2 separate regions of the Callithrix jacchus genome follow, and region 1 is linked to region 2. The links are chromatin contacts, called in public Hi-C maps. All regions are on one chromosome and are shown on one strand. The core of a region is the stretch at or near the end of the contact, and the rest is flanking DNA. Distances in the headings are between cores, read along the strand shown.

Region 1 (6,028 bases), core at 2,004-4,503, 57 kb after region 2:
CAGAAGCCTCTTCCACTGGGCAGACAGGCCCCCAGAGTGCGCTTTGGGAGCTGTAATCCCAGCATTTTGGGAAGCCAAGGTGGGCAGATCACTTGAGCCCAGGAGTTTGAGACCAGCCTGGGCACCATGATGAAACCCCGTCTCTACCAAAAAATACAAAAATCAGCTGGGTGTGGTGGCGCACACCTGTAGCACCAGCTGTTGGAGAGGCAAAGGTGGGGGATTGCTTTAGCCCAGGAGGTGGAGGTTGCAGTGAATTGCAATCACACCCCCTGCACTCCAGCCTGGGTGACAGAGCCAGACCCTGTCTAAAAAAAAAAAAAGGAATTCCACACAATGGAATTCTGTGCGGCAGCTAAAACCATGAGTAGACGTATACACAGCAATATAGATAGGTATTAACAACGTAATACTGAAGGAAAAAGTCAGAAAGAGAACAATATTTCCAGCTGAATGCCATCTGCAAAAGTTAAAAGCATAAACACAAAAATACATAGACACAGTTAAAAGACACGCTATATGGAAGCCAGACATGATGGCATGTGTCTGTAATCCCAGCTACTCAGGAAGCTAAGGTGGGAGGATCCTTTGAGCCCAGGAGTCTGAGTCCAGCTCTGGTGACATAACAAGACCCTGTCTCTAAATAAAACAAAAACGAAAGGAACGTGCTGTGCTTTATAAGGACACACACGTGTTTAAGGCCGAGTGTCAAACACAGCAGCGGAGGGGCCTGTAGGAGAGGGTGCTGAGGATAGAGGCTGGGGATAAGGAGGCTCGAAATAAAAGTCAGACAAGAGGGACACTGCAGGGACTGCTGGTTACAGGGCACTGAGGGGTACGATGAATGCAGTTATCTGCACCTTGGGTCTGAAAAATTAACAACCATTACCATTCTAGGTATCTGAGCACCTATAATATCTACCTAAGTGGAGAGTCTTGAGATAATAACAAAAAACATGTAACATTTATTAAACAAAATACACCATGTTAGGCACTATTCTAAGCAATATATATATATATAGAGAGAGACTATATATAAATATATATATATAATGTCTACATGAGCTTGGCCAGGCATGATGGCTCAGGCCTGTAATCCCAGCACTTTGGGAGGCGAAGGCAGGCAGATCACTTCAGGTCAGGAGTCTGAGACCAGCCTGGCCAACATAGTGAAACCCCCGTCCCTACTGCTGCTCTACTAATAATAATAAAATTAGCTGGGCGTGATGTTGGGCGCCTGTAATCCCAGCTACTCGGGAGACTGAGGCAGGAGAATTGCTTGAACCTGGAGGCAGAGGTTGCAGTGAGCCGAGATCACAACACTGCACTCCAGCCTTGGCAACAGACGGAGACTCTGTCTCAAAAAGAAAAAAAAAAGGAGAGAGAGAGAGATCTACATGAGACTGTCTCAAAGAAAGAGAGAAAGAGAGGAAGGAAGGAAGGAAGGGAGGGAGGGAGGGAGGGAAAAAGAACAAAAGGAAGGAAGGATGGAAGAAATTTACCTGAGCTCCATGATGTAGACCTATAATTTTGCCCATTTCTCAAATGAGTGAAATTGAGGCACAGGTATCAATGACTCTGACAACATCAGTAATTATGAGAGTGCTTATTCCATGCTAGTCATTAAGCTAAGTGCTTTGCACAACCATGATCTCCCTGAGTCCTTTTGACAACTCTGCAAGGGAGATACGTTGGTCATCTATAATCTACAGGTGGGGAAGAAACTGAGATCTGATCAGTGAAGTGATTTGCCAGTCACCCAGCTAGGAAGCCAGGCAGCTGCGGTCTAGACTGGGACAGCCGGCTTTGAGCACAAGCGCTTTATCTAACCACTTCTCCAGTCCTGCAAACAAAGGACAGTGTGGGGAAGGAATGCCCTCAAAGACCCTGCAGGAACCGTGGAAATATGCAGATCTGCGGGGTTCAATACGGTAGCTGTGAACACAGGGGACTGTTTACATTTAAATGAATCAACACTTTCTAAATGAAACATTCAGTTCCTCATTCACACTGGCCGCATTTCAAGGGCACAGTAGCCACATGTGGCCAGTGGCTACTGTATTGGCACTGTGGATCATAGCACATTCCCTCACCGAGGATGTGGTATTTAACTGCCTAGACTCTATGTGCAAACAACTTGGGTTCAAGTCTTATCCCTGCAACTTGCAAGCTGTGTCTGTGTGACCTTGGGCAAGTCATGTGGCCTCTCGCTCTCATTTCCTCCATCTGTAAAATGGGGATACAACTGGCACTCACTTAGAAGCCAGTCCCAGAAGAGGATGAGGCTCCTCCTGCTACTCAGGCCCAAAACTTGAGGGGGTGCCAAAAACAGCAAAATCAAGATACATAATATCATAATACAGTATTTTTAAAAATAAAAATTAATGGAAAAAACCACCCATGATGAGCTGAAGACAGGATCCTATCCACCTCACTGGGCTCACCCTAATCCCGGCCCTGTTGGGTCCCGTCTTTGGTTAAAATGTTATCTTTGGTTAGCTGTGGATCTTTTGCATTAATTTTTATTGTTTAAAAATATTGCATGAAAACGCTTGAACACAGGAGTTCAAGATCACAGTGAAGTATGATCTTGCCACCGCTCTACTCCAGCCTGGGCGATACGGCCAGACTTTAACTTAAAAAATAAAAAATTCCATAAAGATATTTATCTTGATTACTAAAATTACCCTTCGGAGCCCTGTTGGGTCTCCCTGCCTCCCCCGGCTCCCCACATCCCCCAGACCCCGCTGTCTGCGAATCCTCCCGTACGCTGCACACTTCTGAGCACTCCTGCTTCCTCCCGGGTCCCAGCATCCCTGCATCCCTCCCTCACCTCACCCTCCTGCACCCTCTCCTGCAACCTGCGTACCCCTCCACATTCCCTCGTCCGGAGCATCCGAGCATCCTCCAGCAGAGGAGGACGCCAGGTGGCGCCTGGAGACATCGGAGGAAGCCGGGAGGAGGGGCCGCAGGGCCGGGTAAAATCTGCCGGTGACCCTTGACGTCTCGAGGCTCTGCGGCTTTCCATTGGTCGGCTGCTCGAGGGGCGGGGAGAGGCGCGGGGTGGGCGGAGCCGGCTGACCTCAGACCGCCTGTCTGTTTTCCCTTCTCCTCCTCCTCCAGGTTCCCCAAGGAAACCGTGGCCGGAGCGCAGGCCGCCGCGGCCCACTGCTATCAGGACAGCGCCCCCCACCCCGTCCACAGGTCCCTCCGCCTCTCCGGGACCCCCAGGCCCAGCGCTGACCTCTGACTCCAGTGTAGAGCTCACTCCCCGCTCAGCCTTAACGCCCGAGGCGACCTCTGACCCTGCGGACACTTCACCCACCTCAGACCCGGCCTCCCGGACCAACCCCGACCTTAGCTTGACAAGCCCCGACTTTGCTTTGTCCACCCCTGACTCCAGTGTGGCTCCACCGCTGACCCCGGAGCTGTCACCCACGCCCCCACCCACCTTGCTCAAAGAGTTCACCGCTGACCCTTCTACACCACTGGAGGTGACCAGCCTTTCCCCTACCTCAGAGCGGACCCCAGAATCGGACACAACTTCAGACTTGGACACAACTCCATACCCCAGTACAGTCTCAGAATATTCCAGATCCCCAGACCCCTCCCCAAGCCCTCACTCCACTATTACCCCTGATCCCACCGGGACCCATGACCCCACCATGACCCCTCACCCTACCTTGACCTCTCACCCTACCATAACCCCTCACTTCCCCACCACCACTCATCCCACCACAACCCCTCAACCCACCACCATCATTCACTCCACCATGATTCCTGACCCCACGACAACCCAACCCTTCACTACCATGCAGCCCACCACAACCCCTCAACCCGCCACCACCACTCACTCCACCACGACTCCTGACCCCACCACGACTCCTGACCCCACCACAACCCCTCACCCCACCACCACCATGCAGCCCACCACAACCCCTCACCCCACCACCACCATGCAGCCCACCACAACCCCTCACCCCACTACCACTCCTGACCCCTCCTCAACCCCTGTCATCACTACTAAGTCCCTTCCAACCTCCGTTGGGACAGAACTCTCCTCTCCCACTCCAGCACCAACAGTCAGGCCCAGTCTGCATCCCGAGTTGACCTTCACAGCAGTTGCTCCTCACCCCTCCACATTCCAAATGCCCACTGTAGAGCCCTCTCCAACCTTGGAGTCCAGCTCCTCCAGGTCCTCCACAGCCACAAGCATAGACCCACTGTCTACTGAGGACTTCAAGTCATCCAGAAGCCAGAGCCCCAGCCTAACCTCTCCACCTACCCATGCCCCACACTCAGCCTCTGACCTCACTGTGCCCCCTGACACCCACTTCTCCCCCATAGCCCACCCCTTGGATCAACCTCCTTTAGACCACCTCACCCTAGGGCCAACCCCTGGTCAGAGCCCGGGCCCCCATGGTCCATGTGTGGCCCCAACACCACCTGTAAGGGTCATGGCTTGTGAGCCACCTGCCCTGGTGGAACTGGTGGCCGCCGTGAGGGACGTGGGTGGTCAGCTGCAGAGGCTGACCCAGGTTGTGGAACAGGACCGGCAGGAGCACCAAGCCCTGCTGCGGGGGCTGACCCAGCTGGTAGAGGCTGCCCAGGGTCTGGGGCAACTGGGTGAGGCCATAAAGAGACTGGTGACCTGGCCCCCCACCATGCCTGCACCAACCACCACTACCCCAGAGGAAGAGGAAAGGCCTCTGAGGGGAGATGTGTGACCCTCTCCAGGATTTGAGGGGTTTAAGACACTCCTGACAGAAAAAGAAAAAGAAAACCAAAATATCTAATTAAAAACAAGGTGTGAATGGTGTTTTTGGGGAATCCTAGAGAGAGAGAATCACAAGCTGGATCTTGGTATGTGAATAGCCCAGGAGCCATGCAAGGTGGTGTTGGCGATGGTGATGATTATGATGGTGATGATCCTGATGGTGATGATGATAGGATGATGATCATCATGGTGATGATAATGGTAAGACGGTGGTGGTGGTGGTGACAGTGATGATGATGAAGAGGAGGAAATAATGGTGATGATCATGAGGGGATGGTCATGGTGATGAGGCAATGATCTTGATGATGGTGGTGGTGGTGATGGTGGGTATGCTGCTGCTGCTGCTGATGGTGGTGATGGTGATGGTGGGTATGCTGCTGCTGCTGGTGGTGGTGGTGGTGGTGATGGTGGGTATGCTGCTGCTGCTGGTGGTGGTGGTGGTGATGGTGGGTATGCTGCTGCTGATGGTGGTGGTGATGGTGGGTATGCTGCTGCTGCTGATGGTGGTGATGATGATGGTGGTTATACTGATGGTGGTGGTGATGGTGATGGTGGGTATGCTGCTGCTGCTGGTGGTGGTGGTGGTGATGGTGGGTATGCTGCTGCTGATGGTGGTGGTGATGGTGATGGTGGGTATGCTGCTGCTGCTGGTGGTGGTGGTGGTGATGGTGGGTATGCTGCTGCTGCTGCTGATGGTGGTGGTGGTGATGGTGGGTATGCTGCTGCTGATGGTGGTGATGATGATGGTGGTTATACTGATGGTGGTGGTGGTGGTGATGGTGGTTATACTGATGATGGTCATGGTGAAGAGGCAGTGATCATAATGATGGTGCTGGTGGCAGTGATGGTGATAATGATGATGATGGTGCTAAGGGTGACCATGGTGGTGATGGTCACACTGACGGTGATGGTGACAGTGATGGTGGTAGTGGTGGTCATCATGATGGCAATGGCGGTGTTAAAGGTGATCACGATGGTGATGACCGTGAAGGAGGGTCACGGCGATGAGGCAATGATGGTAATGACGATGACGCTGGTGACTGTGGTGGTAAAGATGACCATGGTACTGATGATGGTGATGATGGTCGTGACAGTGATGAAGCTTCACGTGAGCAGAAACCGGGCCTTGTTCGTAGATGTAAGCTCAGTTTCTAGGACAGAGGCTGATGCAGAGTACACACTCAGTAACAAATGCCTTTTGAATGAAAGAGTGCGTCATGATCAGCATGGCTCATGTTTACTGGGCAGTTC
Region 2 (6,813 bases), core at 2,420-4,919:
CTGGAGCCCCCTGGCCAGTGACTCTTTTGCAGGGGAGGAAACCTCGACCCGGAGGGCCCGTTAACCTGCCCTAGGTCCTGCAGCCATGCAGGGCACACCTGACTTCCAGTTGGCCAGAGCATCTCCACCGTCAGCGCGCCTACACCGCAGGGGCCCTGTGCCAGCATGCCTCGGCCTGTGTCCCTAGGACGCTTGTGTTTCTGGGTCCCCGCGTTCGGGCTGGGCTTTTGTCTGTAGCTGTCTCGCCGTCTGTGTGTACGATTTGTTGGTACTCACTCATTTATTCATTAATTCGCCAGCGAAATGGGAGACCCTATAGGCTCATTGGAAGCCAGACAGGAGGTGTTCCGGGAAGCTGAGGGAGGCAGGGCTCACAAGGAGCTGCGCTTTCCAAAGCTGGGTAGTGAGGACACTGGTATTCATTCTCTTTCCTTCTCTCTCTTCCTGGCCTCAAGCAATGCTCCTGCCTTGGCCTCCCAAACTGCTGTATTATTTTTCTCTTTCTTTTTTTGAGACAAGGTCTCATGGTGTCACCTAGGTTGGAGTGCTCCCTGCATCCTTCAACTCCTGGGCTCCAGTGATCATCCCACCTCAGCCTCCCAAGGAGCTACAGGTGCATGCCACCACACCTGGCTAATTTTTGTATTTTTAAATTTTTAGAGACAGGGTCTTACTATGTTGCCCAGGCTGGCCTCAACTTCCTGGGCTCAAGCGATCCTCCCACCTCAGCCTCCCAAAGTGCTGGGATTACAAGCGCGAGCCACCGCGCTTTGCCTATTATTCTTTGAACAAAATCTATCTACCACAGTAAATGTTTTCTATGTGTACTGTATCTCAAATTTAAAAACGAACAAATGGCTAAAATGGTGAATTTTATGTTGTGCAAATTTTAGCTCATTAAATAAAATGGAATGGAAACTCCCTCTGTAACAAAGCCACAGTGAATTAATCACATAATTACAACCGTGATAAGTGCTGAGATTTCCAGGGAGCCAGATCTAGCTTGGCAGGGGCTGCTATGTTCTCCCAGAGGAATTGAAGACAGAAAAATGATCTTTTCGAGGTCAGCCGCGGTGGTAATCCCAGCATTGGGAGGCCAAGGTGGGTGGATCACGAGGTCAGGAGCTTGAGACCAGCCTGGCCAACATGGTGAAACCCCCGTCTCTACTAAAAATACAAAAAAATTAGCCAGTCATGGTGGTGGGTGCCTGTAATCCCAGTTGCTCAGGAGGCTGAGGCAGGAGAATCGCTTGAACCTGGGAGGTGGAGGTTGCAGTGAGCTGAGATCACGCCATTGCACACCAGCCTGGGTGATAGATCGAGACTCTGTCTCAAGAAAAAAAAGATCTTTTTAGAAAACACAAAGCTGACTATTACTACCCGGTCTCAAACTCCCTGTGGCTTCTCTCTGTCCTTAGGACTAAGATGCAGATGCCCCCTTTCTCCCCACACAGCCCAGCCACATCCGCCTCTGCCTCTACAACAGCCCTTGCCGTTTCCTCCCCCTGGAGTGACCCTCTCAGGCCCACTCATGTGCTAATTCTTCCTCCCCTGAGCAGCAGGCAGGACCTGGGACACCCAGACCCCAAAGGATGGTTCTGAGGGAACCAGAAGCTGGAGATCTGACAGGTGGGTCACAAGGGCCCTGGAGCCTCTCTGCTGAGGGCAGTGGGGAGCCATGGAGGGGCCATCTGGGGGTCGGCATGTCCAAAAGCCTAGGACAGGCATCTGTAGCACCCAGGAGCTCCCCCCTGGCCTGGCAGGAGTGTGGGTTGCAACAACTCCTAGGGAGAGCGGAGCAGACACATTTCTCAAAATGATGAATACACAAAGCCTCTGAACGCAGAAGTTGCTCCTAAGCATTTAGCAACGACACAAGGTTAGTCATTACAGGACTCTTCCCCAGAGCAAAGGTGCAGAAGGAAGTATCCATGTCCACAATTCGGATACCGGTTATGTAAGTCACGGCATAACTACACTCTGGTATTCCTTGCAAGCCAGGAAAAATTACGAGGAAGCTCTTTAAGTAACCATATGAAAACATGTTTGAGAGAAGTGAAAAAGAAGCAGAACACTGTGTATGGAATGCTCCTTTTTGTGCCAGAAAAAAAAAGGGAGAGAAAATGTGTCTGTGTCGCATATATCTGTATCTGCTATCTCTGGCAAACAAGGAACGGGAGACAGGTGGGTGAACCAGGCACTGGGGAACGGAGTGCAGGAGCCTCGATTTTCACTGGGTCCTATTCTGTCTCTTCTGAATTCTGCACAATGTGCAACAGGTTGTCTAGTCAACGCTATCTACAATCGAGGGTTTATGTGAAGCCCAAACCCAGCAAAACGGATCTGTGGTTGCCCAGGGACCAGTGATGGAAATGGCCATGGCGGGAGATCCTGGAATGCGGCGCGTGTTTGACTTTTTTCTTTGAATACTGTTTCTTTTTTTTTTTTTTTGAGACCAAGTTTCACTCTTGTGGCCCAGGCTGGAATGCAATGGCGAGATCTCAGCTCACTTGCAACCTCCGCCTCCCAAGTTCAAGCGATTCTCCTGCCTCAACCTCCCGAGTAGTTGGGAACAGGCACCCACCACCATGCCCGGCTAATTTTGTATTTTTAGTAGAGATGGGATTTCTCGATGTTGGTAAGGCTGGTCTCCAACTCCTGATCTCAGGTGGTCCACCCACCTCACCCTCCCAAAGTGCTGGGATTACAGGGGTAAGCCACTACACCCGGCCCTGGATACTGTTTAGACCAGCGTGCTCCCTTCGTAAACATTTATTTGAGCTGTGTATATGCAAACCGTATGATTTTCTGTATATGTGGTATCAGTCCATAAAAAGTTTTCAAATTGCAAAATACAAAGATGGCTTCATGGCCCCACTGGCGCAGCTGGACTGAAGACAAAGGCCAGAGAGGAGGAGGTTGGGGCTGGGGTCCAGTGGGACAGGGGAGAGAGATAGGAAGGGACAGGTGGGGCTGCAGGGAAAGTCGGGGAGGAAGGCCCCCAGTTTCTGGTTGGGCGAGGGGCATGACCTGAAGACTAATAGGGGATCCTGGAGAGGGAAACTGGTTTTGGGGAGGTGAAAAATTGGGGTGAGAGTGGGTGTTTATGAGAGAGAGAGGTCTGGGCTGGAGAGAGTTGGGCGTGTCCTGGGGAAGGAGGAGAGATTCAGCCTGGGTGGAGGGTACCCAAGGCACGGCTGGAGGTGGGCGGTAACAGGGGGGCGGGGTAGGGCTGTTTACTTCCCCACGAGGTCTCGGAAACCCAGCCTTGGAGCCCGGACTTTCTGGTTCTGTGACCCTGGGAAAGCTTCTCTCTGTCTTAGCCTCAGTTTCCCTGTCGAAGAGATGGGGATTAAACCTACCCACCCCGCAGGGCTGTTACAGAGGCGGCGAGAGCGACCCGGGGGACAGTTTGAGTCTCTGGCCAGCCAATTATGGCGGGGCCAGGTGGAGTCCTCTTTCTGGTCCTGTGACCTTGGCCCGGGGACGCCCGGGAAGAGCCTCAGTTTCCCCATCTGCTAGGCGTGAAGGTCGGTCTCCAAATAAGCGCCAGCAGCGAGAGGACTTACCCGGAAGGTGCCGGGTTCGGGCCTGGAACGGCCCCTCCGCACGTGAGGCTGGGGGCACCCTCACCTCTCTGCGCTCGGACAGCCACTCTGAGGCCTCTCCCGGGTTTCCTGGGGCGGGTCACCGTTTCGTTAGGGCTGGACACGTGGCCCACCCCCTGCAGCGTCCGCGTTCCGCCCACTTAGGGCCGAGCCGTCCAATCGACACTCATCATGCTCGCCTCCTCCTACTCCTCCTCCTCCTACCCCCCGCTCCGGCCAATCCGCATGTGCCACTGCCTCTCCCCGCCCCCCCCGCCTCTCAACCAATCCGCATATGCCTCTGCTTTGCTCCCGCCCCGGGGGAGGGGCCGCGCCGGCAACGCTATCAGTCCCAAGAAAATGATTAGCTCGCTACAGCGCGGAGGGGGCGGGGAAGCAGCGCGTCCGGCCAATGGAGAGCCGTAGAGGGCGTGAGTGGCGGCCGACGGGGCGGAGTCGCGCGGTGGTCTCCGAGGGCTCAGATCCCGGCCGGAGAGAGGGCGTCTCGGCCGGTCTCATTGCACGGAGCAGATGGCAGAGGCCGGGAGAGAGAGAGGGGCCCTACACAGAGTAGAGGCAGGTCTGCGGTTCGAACCCTGGCCCTTCTGTCAAGAAACGGAGGCTTACGAAGATACCCAAGCACTTTCCAGGAAGGGGCTGCTAAGGAAGCGATTAAGTGAGGAATTAGATGCCCCCCTCATCCTTTGTTCTCTGTGCTACCTCAGTTTCCCCTTTTGTGCAGCACTTGCCCGTTCCAGTGGTGTTCAGAATAATTTAGATTCTGCCCTTGGAAATGGTGGTTGAGAGAAAGAGAGAACTTCCCTTCTGTCTTGGAATAAACCACGAATATGCGCCACGACACCTGACTAATTTTTTTTAAATTTTTTGTAAAGACGGAGGTCTCACTCTGTTGCCCAGGCTGGTCTTGAGCTCCTGGGCTCTAGTGATCCGCCTGCCTTGGCCTCCCAAAGTGCTGGGATTATAGGTGTGAGCCGCCGCACCCAGCCTTGTTTTTATTTTCTTGAATAACTCCAGTCTGAATTGGAAATGAATGTTGCTTTTTGAAAAACGCATGGATATACTCTTTTATTGTCAGTTCCCCTCCAAAACACACATATGCGTACAGGAAAGGGAGCTCCCCGAGGCAGGGTTCCCACTTGCCTCGTTCACTGCTGAATCCTCAAGTCCTGGATCTGGGCCTGGCCCACAGTAGGCGCTTGATACATCTTTGGGAATAAATGAGCGGAGAGCAGACATTAGGCAGAGGTGAGCCGGGTGAATGCGAGGGCTGGATGCCAAGATGGGGCTGGGAAGAAGGAAGGGAGAAGGTGGGGAGCAAGAACAGGGCCCCCATAAGAGGTGGAGGTGGGGCCTCTGAGCCCAGGCGGAGCCCCCTGAGGCAGTTGTCTGAGGTGGGGGTCTGGGCTTGGTTTATTTTCCCAGGGGCTGCCAGGAAGGGAGTAGACAGGTTGGGGGCCCGGAGAGAGCTGGAGAGCTATCATGGAGGGGCCTCTGGCCTGTCCTGGATTCTGGGCTGGGTTGTGACTGACCTCATGGGGAGCTGGTCCCCCAGCCCTCGGGGATCCCCTGAGAATCCCAGGCATGAGGCACCTCCCACCAGTCCACCCAACCCCAGTTGGGAGCCACCTGCTCTGCTTCTTCCCCCAGGGCATGCTGGGGAGGGGTCAGGAGGCCACAGAAATGTGGGAGCTGCCTCTGGCCCGGCTGGCCCAGGTCGTGATAGGCCAGACCCAGGGTTGGCAAGGGAGCATCAGGGCTAGAGGAGGGGTCCCATGGCACTGAGGCACACTCTGGGGTGAGCGAAATGTTGTCAAAGAGGTCGAGGGTAGAGGTGTCCAGGGCGGCCAGACTCAGGCTGGGGCTGGTGTGGGGAACCTCAGCGGGGGCCACAGCACAGGCCACCCCCAGGAAGGGGGACGGAGGCGGCGGGGGCGGCTTTCGGAGCGAGGGTCTCTGGGGAGGTCCCTCCTGGGACAGGATGGATAGGGCCAAGCGCTGGGTGGCGGCCTCGATCTGGCTGAACTGCCTGCAGAGACAGGTGTGAGCAGGGTAGTCTCTAACGCCTGAACTCCAGCGACCTCCTGCGTCGGCCCTCCCAAGTGCTGGAATTCCAGGCGTGAGCCACCGCGTCCGGCCACCTACGTGGTCATTTCACATCATTCCAGCTATTTATTTTGGTGATTCCTGTCCGCCCTCCACCCCCATGAAAGCACAACCTCCACGAAGGCAAGGAACTTTCAATGCTTTGCTGGCACACAGCAGGCACTCAATAAATGCACATTGACTGTTGTTGGCATCAGCCCTGGGGGCTGCTCCTCTATTCTGTCTGTGCCTGGTCTCCCCCAACCAAGGGTGCCGGCTGCTCCTGCCCCTCTCCCCCCTCCCGTGCCCGCCTCCCCCCGCTTCCCCTCCCCACACCCCTTGGCCCCCTCACCTGCAGATCTGGTTGTGGAGAAACCTTCTGTGGTTGGGCTGCCTCTTGGGGGGCCGGGTGCGCCGGGGCTGTAGGACCCGAAGCACGTGGGCAGCCGCCCCACTTACGAACGCACACAGCTCCCGGGGGCCGGGCTCGGAGACCCCAGGGCCTTCGGGGGCCCCGGGGTGCATGGCCTGGGTTGTCTGGAGTAACTCCCCACAATACTGCTGACCAAAGCACCCCCAAATCTGTGAGCAGGGAGGGCAGGGGACTCTGGAGGCAGGGCACCCGGGGCTGGGGAGGAGGCAGCGCTGGGAAATGAGCCAAGGCCTCCCTGCGGCGCCCTAACCCGGTCCGGACCTCCCTGGAGCCCAATCTGAGGTCTGAGGGACCGGCAGGTGGGGGCTGATATAGGAAGGCAGGGAGGGGAGGGGGCTTTCTGGGGACCCTCTAAGTGCCCAATTAGCGCATAGTTGGACCTGGGATATGGGACCGGCGTGCGTCGGCGGGAGGCAGAGAATCGTGCCTGCAGATGGCCAATTAAGGGGACAAAGGCCTCGCTCCGGAGACGAGGCGGCCAGTGAGTCAAATACAGCGATTGAGCATGGAGGACCCTTAATTGGAGCCGTGGGGCGGAAGCTGGAAGGGAGGGAAGCCGGGCTGCACCTGCCCGCCCACCTCTAGACACACCTGTGCCTCCCTCCCTCCCTCTGCTCAGCCCGGTGCCTTAGGAGGGGAAACCGAGGCTCCCAGAAAGGCTGGTGCCAGCCGTGGTCTCTAGCCAGCAGG

Evidence for each region. Hi-C and Micro-C count contacts between places; a contact is called where the count stands out from the background.
Region 1: a contact with region 2 is called in a Hi-C map of skeletal muscle, with 2.1 times the contacts expected there. The contact joins the enhancer-like site here to the promoter of ISOC2 in region 2. A contact is called at or near these places in 2 of 3 Hi-C or Micro-C datasets (both in skeletal muscle).

The regions. Positions count from the first base shown.
Region 1 is chr22:48,385,043-48,391,070 of calJac240_pri, forward strand. SSC5D (scavenger receptor cysteine rich family member with 5 domains) reads left to right here. Exons shown (of 12, transcript XM_054249524.2): 12 at 3,124-4,803. The coding sequence ends at 4,727. Among named protein-coding and RNA genes, the nearest start is that of SBK2, 17 kb to the right of the region's middle. Within about 2 kb of position 3,254, at least 14 of the 16 cell types and tissues checked have an H3K27ac peak or open chromatin away from gene starts, as enhancers often do. A contact at or near this core is called in skeletal muscle, where this site is marked.
Region 2 is chr22:48,328,124-48,334,936 of calJac240_pri, forward strand. It overlaps ISOC2 (isochorismatase domain containing 2), which reads right to left and starts at 3,670. Exons shown (of 5, transcript XM_078360928.1): 1 at 3,570-3,670. C22H19orf85 (chromosome 22 C19orf85 homolog) reads right to left here and starts at 6,538. Exons shown (of 2, transcript XM_035287534.3): 1 at 6,043-6,538; 2 at 4,659-5,634. The coding sequence starts at 6,215. The coding sequence ends at 5,139.